2 separate regions of the Pan troglodytes genome follow, and region 1 is linked to region 2. Evidence: chromatin contacts called from public HiChIP or PLAC-seq data. All regions are on one chromosome and are shown on one strand. Each heading gives the region's core, a stretch centred on a gene start, on an enhancer-like site or on the middle of the called end of the contact. The rest is flanking DNA. Distances are from core to core; before and after follow the strand shown. Region 1 holds the start of MED21 (mediator complex subunit 21). Region 2 holds the start of STK38L (serine/threonine kinase 38 like).

Region 1 (3,373 bases), core at 240-2,739, 230 kb before region 2:
CTCTGATACCTAGACTGGCAAGCTTTTGTGTTTCTGTGTTTATTTTTCATTTGTGGCTGAACTTGTAGAATTGAGGGTATACACATTCTATCTGTATGTCTATGTATCTGTAATTCAAAAAGTCCTTTATTTCTCACTGTGAGTATGGAATGTTTTCCTGTCTCCAGATGGTATTAATAAATTAGATGGTAAAGGCTCTTTAAAAATAAAGCCTCATTCTGGGTTCATTTTCCCTCTCAAACTCTGTAGAACATAACCAGTTTGAAAAGCCTCTAGATTTGGGGGTGTAAAAATTCCATGCAGCTTGAGAGCCATCAGTCATTAAGCCGCTAGTTCCACCCCAAGTCTTGCTGTCCAGAAGCTCAGACAGTCCACTGGGCAGCAAAGAGGCGCTTTAGTAAGTTGAATTAAAGCCACAAACATGGCTGCTCCCTAAGGGAGATAATACTGTGTTAAAAAAAGAGAATTATTTATCTCTTCCCATTTCCTCCGCTGAATGAGGAGGTTAATAGTAAGACCTCCTTAGCCATGAGTGTTTCCGCTGCAGGAAACACCATTCGTGCCGGTTCTGGACTCACCACCCAGCGTGTACCAACGCCCCCAGCACCATCTCCCTGCTAGGCTGACAGACCCCGGGCGGATTTTGACCTCGCAAGAAATGCAAAAGCAACTTTGGGTTGCAGAAGCCAGGCGCCCCGACCTTACCCTCGCTGGAGTTCCCGAAGACCTCGGCTGCACCAGCCACCCGGTGTTCGGATGCCAGCACCGCTACGACCAGCAGCTGCAGGAACCCCATTGCTGCCTGGGCCGGGCTGGGCCCACGCCAGGGCTGGGGAGAGGTGCGGGCGTGCGCGCCGGGGCCCCGCAGCCTCGCCCACGCTATCCCGGGGCGCCCGCATCGGGCGCCATCGCCCGCCAGGTGCAGACGCTTCGCACCTGCCAGCTCCGCAGCCGCCGGCGCGCGCCCCGCCGAACTCCTAGCCCCAGCGAGAGGTTTCCTCTTCCGGCACCTGACCCCCAGCGCGCGTTCCCGCGCCTCCTCCCGGGCTCTCGCTGCGCCACAGCGGCGGGTCTCTGGGCGCGGGCGGCGCTGGGGCGTTTCCAGGCAGCGCGCGCCTCCTGCCGGCGCGCGGGGAACGCGCAGCCTGCGGTGCTCCCGGGAGCCCCCAGGAAGTCCTGGCTTGAGGCCCGGTCTTGCCCCACTTTTATCTCACCAAGTAGGCAAACCCACTGTGAAAGTACAAAATAACTTTCTGTTGCGGACTAACGTCGCCAGGCTCCTGTTTCCGTGTTTAACGGCCCTTTACAACAGCAAAAAAGAGGAATCAGTTGCTAAAAACACAATTGAAGGTTATTTCCCCCGGTAGCAATTGTCTTCGCTGCTGAGGCTTATGTTAGCATAAAAATGCCAGGAGAATGCTGTTTGTGTAGTGGTTACCGCACTAGTCATAAGCACTACATTTAAAAGTAGTTTCGTTTTCTCTAAGCGAAATATCCTCGAAGACACGGCCTTGGTCTGAACTTCGTCTCAAGTCTCATACCTGAGTGCTGTTTGAGGGACAGTAGTCCATGTGACAGATGGCTCATCGATGATGTGGAATTAGACGCATAGACTTAACGTTATTTGGGGAGGATTGTCTTGCTTTCCTTCCCTGGTTTTAATTTTTTTCACTTATATATTTTGATGAGCAACTTATAGCTTGGAAATTACATGTTCAGTTAATCCACTACTAAGGTAACAATATATAGCTGTGACCATAATGTGAAGAAGTGTTAAAGACAAAATTATTCAATGATACTTGTTAAAGCACCGAACGAAGACTATTGAGGACTGTCTCAATTGGCATAGGGACCACTGCAACCGGGTCTTGCAGTGGGGAAGAGGGACTGGGCTCAACTCCGAATACAGCGTGGGCAAGAGGGAATTTATAGCCAACCAGCAGTACGGAGTTCAGTGGATGGAAAATTACTAAGAGGAAGCATCAGAGGTAAGGGGCATTTGGTGAAACTGACCTAACAGGACTTCTGAAGACAGAACATCACCTGGGGGATGGTGCAGGGTGAGGAAACTGATTAGATATGGAGGAAAGGGGGTTCTTCGCTAAAACTGGATTTTTACAAAGAAGTGCACAGATGGACCTAGCAGAAGATTCAGAAGCCGTACTAGAGTTTGGCCAAGCAAATAATCTTTGTCATAGGCACAATTCCTTCTCTGCTTTCCCACTGCCTGGTCCAAATTTTCACACCTTTGGTAGCACTATCTATTTCTGTAGTGCTTATTCACTCTCCCACATGCCCCTATTCCTATAACCCTCAGTAGATGAAATCCAAGGAAGATGAAAGGAACAATTATGATAAAGGTAGCATCTGAATCAGTGGATGGATTATTCAATAAATTGTGTTCTTAACTGATTAGCTGCACTATGGGCAGAGAGAAGCAGAACTCTATCTCACACTAATTGTAAAAACAAAATCCCAAAGTAATAAAACCATAAAAGAGCTAGCAGAAGAGGGCGCTTTTTTTTTTTTTTAATAAATTGATCTCAAAATGGGAGGAGCTTTCTAAGAGGCAAAACAGCAAAGGAAACAACCATAAAGGAAAAGATTGGTAGACTTGGCTACGTAAATGCTTTTTACATAAATATTTAAATTTTATTAAAGTAAACACACAAACAATATGAAAAGGCAAGTTGATGACCAAAAAAAAAAAAAAATTAGCAAAGGACATGAATGGGGAATTTCACCCCAAAAAAGAAATACAAATTACCAGTAAATACATGAAAAAAGTTCAATCTCACTAGTAAACAAATAAAAAAATCAAATTAACAAACTAAGATGTAAACATTTTAAAAGTATAAAACATCCAGTGTGGATAAAAGAGCTAAGAAGGAGGCATTCTTAGGTAGGGATACTGGGAATATACACTTTAATAAAGTAATCGGCATCAAAAATGTTTAAAAATCTTATTTTTGTAGATTTGGTATAATCCACTTTTAGATTTAAGTACATAATTAAATACACATATAAAATTAGTATAAGCTGGGGGAAGTGGTATGCGCCTGTAGTCCCAGATACTCAGGGGGCTGAGGCAGGAGGATTACTTGAGCCCAGGAGTTCAAGAGGGCAGTGCTGTATGATTGCACCTGTGAATAGCCACTGCCCTCCAGCCTGGGCAACATAGTGAGACCCCATCTCTTAAAAAAAATTAGTGTACAAAACTATTCATAGAGTATTATTTAGAGTAGCAGAAACATCTAAAACAACCTAAATGCCCAACAATTAGGAGTTAAATAACCTATGATAGAGCTTTATAAGAGGATCCTGTGCAGCCCTTCATTTATATTCTGATTGAAGTCTTTATGAAAAGGCAAGT
Region 2 (3,543 bases), core at 674-3,173:
GTTGGGCCTGCTGGCTCAGTATCTGGTTTTACAAGGCTGCAGTCTAGGTGTCAGGTGGGGCTGCAGTCATCTCAAGGCTCAACTGGGAAAGAATCTACTTCCAAGCTTACTTACATGATTATTGGCAGTATTCAGTTCATCACAGGTTGTTGGACTGGGGGCCTGAATTCCTTGGTGGCTGTTGACTGGATATCTCTCAGTTCCTTGCCATGTGGGCTTCTCTGTAAGGCAGGTCACAAGACAGCAGCTGGCTTCCATGAAAGCGAGCAAGTGAGAGAGCAAGGACAAGCAAGATGGAGCCCAGAATATTTTTGTAACCTAATCACGGAAATGATATCCTAATCACTTTTGCTATATTTCCTTTTTAAGAACTAAGTTACTAGAGAAGGGAATTACAGAAGGCAGGAATACTAGAAGGCGAGGATCATTGGCAGCCATCTTAGATGCTACTACTACTTACCACATAATTATATTGCAAACTCACTTTTTAGTATTTTGGTAACTGTATGTTAGCATTATCAGTTTCCTTTGTAACCCTAGGTAGTTTATGCATTTAAGAACACTGTTTTGAAAAGGGGTCCATAGACCACCAAAATTCTGGTTCATAGCTCTAATTTGTTTCAGTTGAGGTACTTTCAACAACTTCCCAGGGAAATTTGTTTACAATGGTCTCAGTTTAGGAGAATTTAGGAACTAGAGGTCAAAGTCTTAGGCTATCCCATATTAACCTAGACTGCTACTCTATACTAGTTCATATTACTCTAGTATGGCACATTTGTAAGACATAAATTTGCTGTGGAACAAACCATACACTGTTCTCAATCTTATCGTAGCATTTGAATGGTATGTGTATGCGTGCTGTACGGGGAGAAGGGTGTATAGGCCTGTCAAGCTTGTCTGATCACAATTAAACCTCCTATGCTTGTATATGACAACTGTCATTTGAGTTTCAAAATGACCATATAAGTGGAGCTGATCTCCCCAAAAATACACTAATTACCAAACTAGAGGTTTTCCCACTACTAAGCTATGTATGAAAAAGCACAGCGTAAGAAAGAGAAATGAGGTAATGCTTCTTTCCTAGGTGTTTTGCTCGTGTCACCTGCTCTTGGGAAACCTAAAGATGACAGGTGGCATTTCTAAGTGATAGTTTTTGCAAGCACAGTACCAGCTTCATACGTTGTCTCAGTAAGCTAAAAGCTAAGGATATTTTATAAGACCTCCAATACTCATATTGAGGATAAACTTGCCAACAATAATTGGGAGTCATTCTCTCATTTGGCTTTCCCAAAGGCCAGTTTTGTCCCCAGACGCAAATTGCATCAACCTTCCCAAAGTTGTCCCTTTTGGGTCATCCTATAGGGGAGTGCTCTTCTGCACAATTCTCAGATCCTACTGATAAAGCAGGCCAGTACTGTAGTTATTTTAGATTTTCCAAGAAAACCCAAACAGGTTTTTAATGTATTTTTTGTGGCATTTCCAAATCCTGGTTCCTCTCCAGTCTCTGGAGTACCCTCATGGTGAAATGGAAGCGTCAAGGAACCTGGGTGGCTTCGAGTCCCCACAGCTACCGACTGAGCAACTTAGCTGATCCATCTTTGTTGACAACTGTTTCCCAATCTGAAAAATGTGTGAATTCTCTCTTTCCATTTCTAACATTCTTTGCATTGCACTGTTTGAAAAATTCGGATGACATTTAGAATGTGACTAATGTCGCAACACATTAGGCCACTCTCAAGAGAGGCCTGAACAGGTTTGGGGTAAAAACGGCAGTGAGGTGAGGCTGGTGAGAGGGGAAGTGGCGACAGTTCAGTCAACTCCCTCAAAACCAGTCTGGCCTTCACCAGGCGGAGATGGGTGGGGCCGGGAAGAGCGGCGTTGACGACAGAAGGCTACTTCCGGCTGTGGTGCGTATGACGTCAGGGCGAGTCGGACCGACCCAGCCACCGAGAAGCCGAGGAGGCAAGGCTCGCGAGAGTTCAGGGAGGCCGCCCTGAGATTCCGGCGAGGCCGCGGGTCCCACCTCCCGGGGGCGGGGCGAGGGCGGAGCGGGGAGAACGGAGCTGACGGGCGCCCGGCCGGCTGCGGTCCGTGCGGAGGCTGAGCCGGCCGCGGGCGCGACCGGAGGCAGGTGAGTTCGCGGATGCAGCGCTCGGCTGGGGGCCCGAGCTCGCCGCGCCAGCCCCAACTCTGCGAGCAGGAGCAGGAGGAGATTTTAGGTGTCTTTGGGTGTCCAGGGAAAGCCGGGCTAATTCTGGGGCTGGAAATGTCTCCGGGGAACCTGCGGCGACGGCCTTGGCCCTCTTATTCCCCGGGGTGATACTGGCCCCATGTGTCCAGAGAGGGAGCCTCGCACCCGGGGAGGAATCTTTGTCCTCTGCTCCTTTCTCCTTCCACTCCCCGGCCCCCGAGCACTCCGCTCCGGGTCCCCGCCTGGGCTTCACAAACAATAACAAATGTCGCGGATCCTCTCCGGGTAGCCCCAGCGCTCCTGTCCCGTGCCCTCCAGCCGATGTCACCCAGAGCCAGGATCCGAAGCATGGCTCTTCAATTGTGGGGGCTGTTTGTGTACCGTTCCTAAAAACTGATGCGTCAGATTGCCAAACATTTCTCAAGACAGACTCAGGAAAGCCTCCCAGCTCCTAGAAGCCACGGAGTGCTCAAAACCAGTCTTAGAATCTGTCTTTACCATTGCACGCGTAGCCCCTTCCTTTCAAAATCATTTCTCCCACTCCTTTTTTCACCTTTAGTATCGAGGTCGAACGAGTGGTTATTGGGTGTGGGAGTAGAAAAGAGTGTAACCGATTGAGTAGGGCACGTTTCACCTTTAAAAAGTTGCCAGGTTGACAGCAAAAGAACAAACTTTATTTTCAAAACCAGTGGCCTCCCCTTTTACTGGTGCTGCTTTTGTTTTGTGGAATAGCTTTTCGGGTTCTAAGTTTGGAGGAATGATATAAAAAGAAGTGGGAGGTGGGGGGAGGGCTAGTGGCTCTGGAAGTAGTGGCTTGTCCAAAAGTAGGATGCTGTTGTTTCTCACTTGATAAAATGCAGAACCAACGCTTTTGCCCATTTCACATAACTTGTGATAAGTTTTGAGAGAAGCCACTTAATCGGAAATGGCCTATTAGCTTATTTTACTGCTCAAATCTGAAAAAACAGCTTTAAGTGATTTAAGTTCTGCCTCTTGATTGTAAGATGGGGATTGATGAGTGAGACCTTGTCTTTTTTGGCGCTGGGGCTTACGTTTGACCGGTCTCTCTACTTTAAGGCAGGGCCTATTGTACTTAAGCCCATTTTTGCTTCCTCAGTACAGATTCTTGAAAGTTCTTTGTCTCAATCATATATGTATATAAGGTACTGTAAACCTCTTTGAATTTGATTGGCCTTTCTCTCTGTGCCTCAGGATATGTAAAACAATTAAGTTTATTATACTCTCTCCCCAGTGGCTGAGAGGTACTGTATGTGAATTAGCCACCCTTGTGACTATTTGAGGAGAGAGAAGTTAGTCTAAAATATTATGTTAAATTATGATATTACATAATT

The links. HiChIP or PLAC-seq counts read pairs in DNA pulled down with a chosen protein or histone mark.
Region 1: an H3K4me3 HiChIP or PLAC-seq map of stem cell-derived excitatory neurons shows a contact between it and region 2, with 3 times the contacts expected there. The contact joins the promoter of MED21 here to the promoter of STK38L in region 2. A contact is called at or near these places in 1 of 7 Hi-C or Micro-C datasets (stem cell-derived neural progenitor cells) and 1 of 1 datasets of contacts at active chromatin or transcription factors (stem cell-derived excitatory neurons).

Annotation. Positions count from the first base shown.
Region 1 is chr10:68,525,871-68,529,243 of NHGRI_mPanTro3-v2.0_pri, reverse strand. MED21 (mediator complex subunit 21) reads left to right here and starts at 1,489. Exons shown (of 5, transcript XM_001143632.8): 1 at 1,489-1,988. It overlaps TM7SF3 (transmembrane 7 superfamily member 3), which reads right to left and starts at 1,141. Exons shown (of 13, transcript XM_520807.9): 1 at 706-1,141. The coding sequence starts at 796.
Region 2 is chr10:68,294,079-68,297,621 of NHGRI_mPanTro3-v2.0_pri, reverse strand. STK38L (serine/threonine kinase 38 like) reads left to right here and starts at 1,923. Exons shown (of 14, transcript XM_001143341.6): 1 at 1,923-2,131.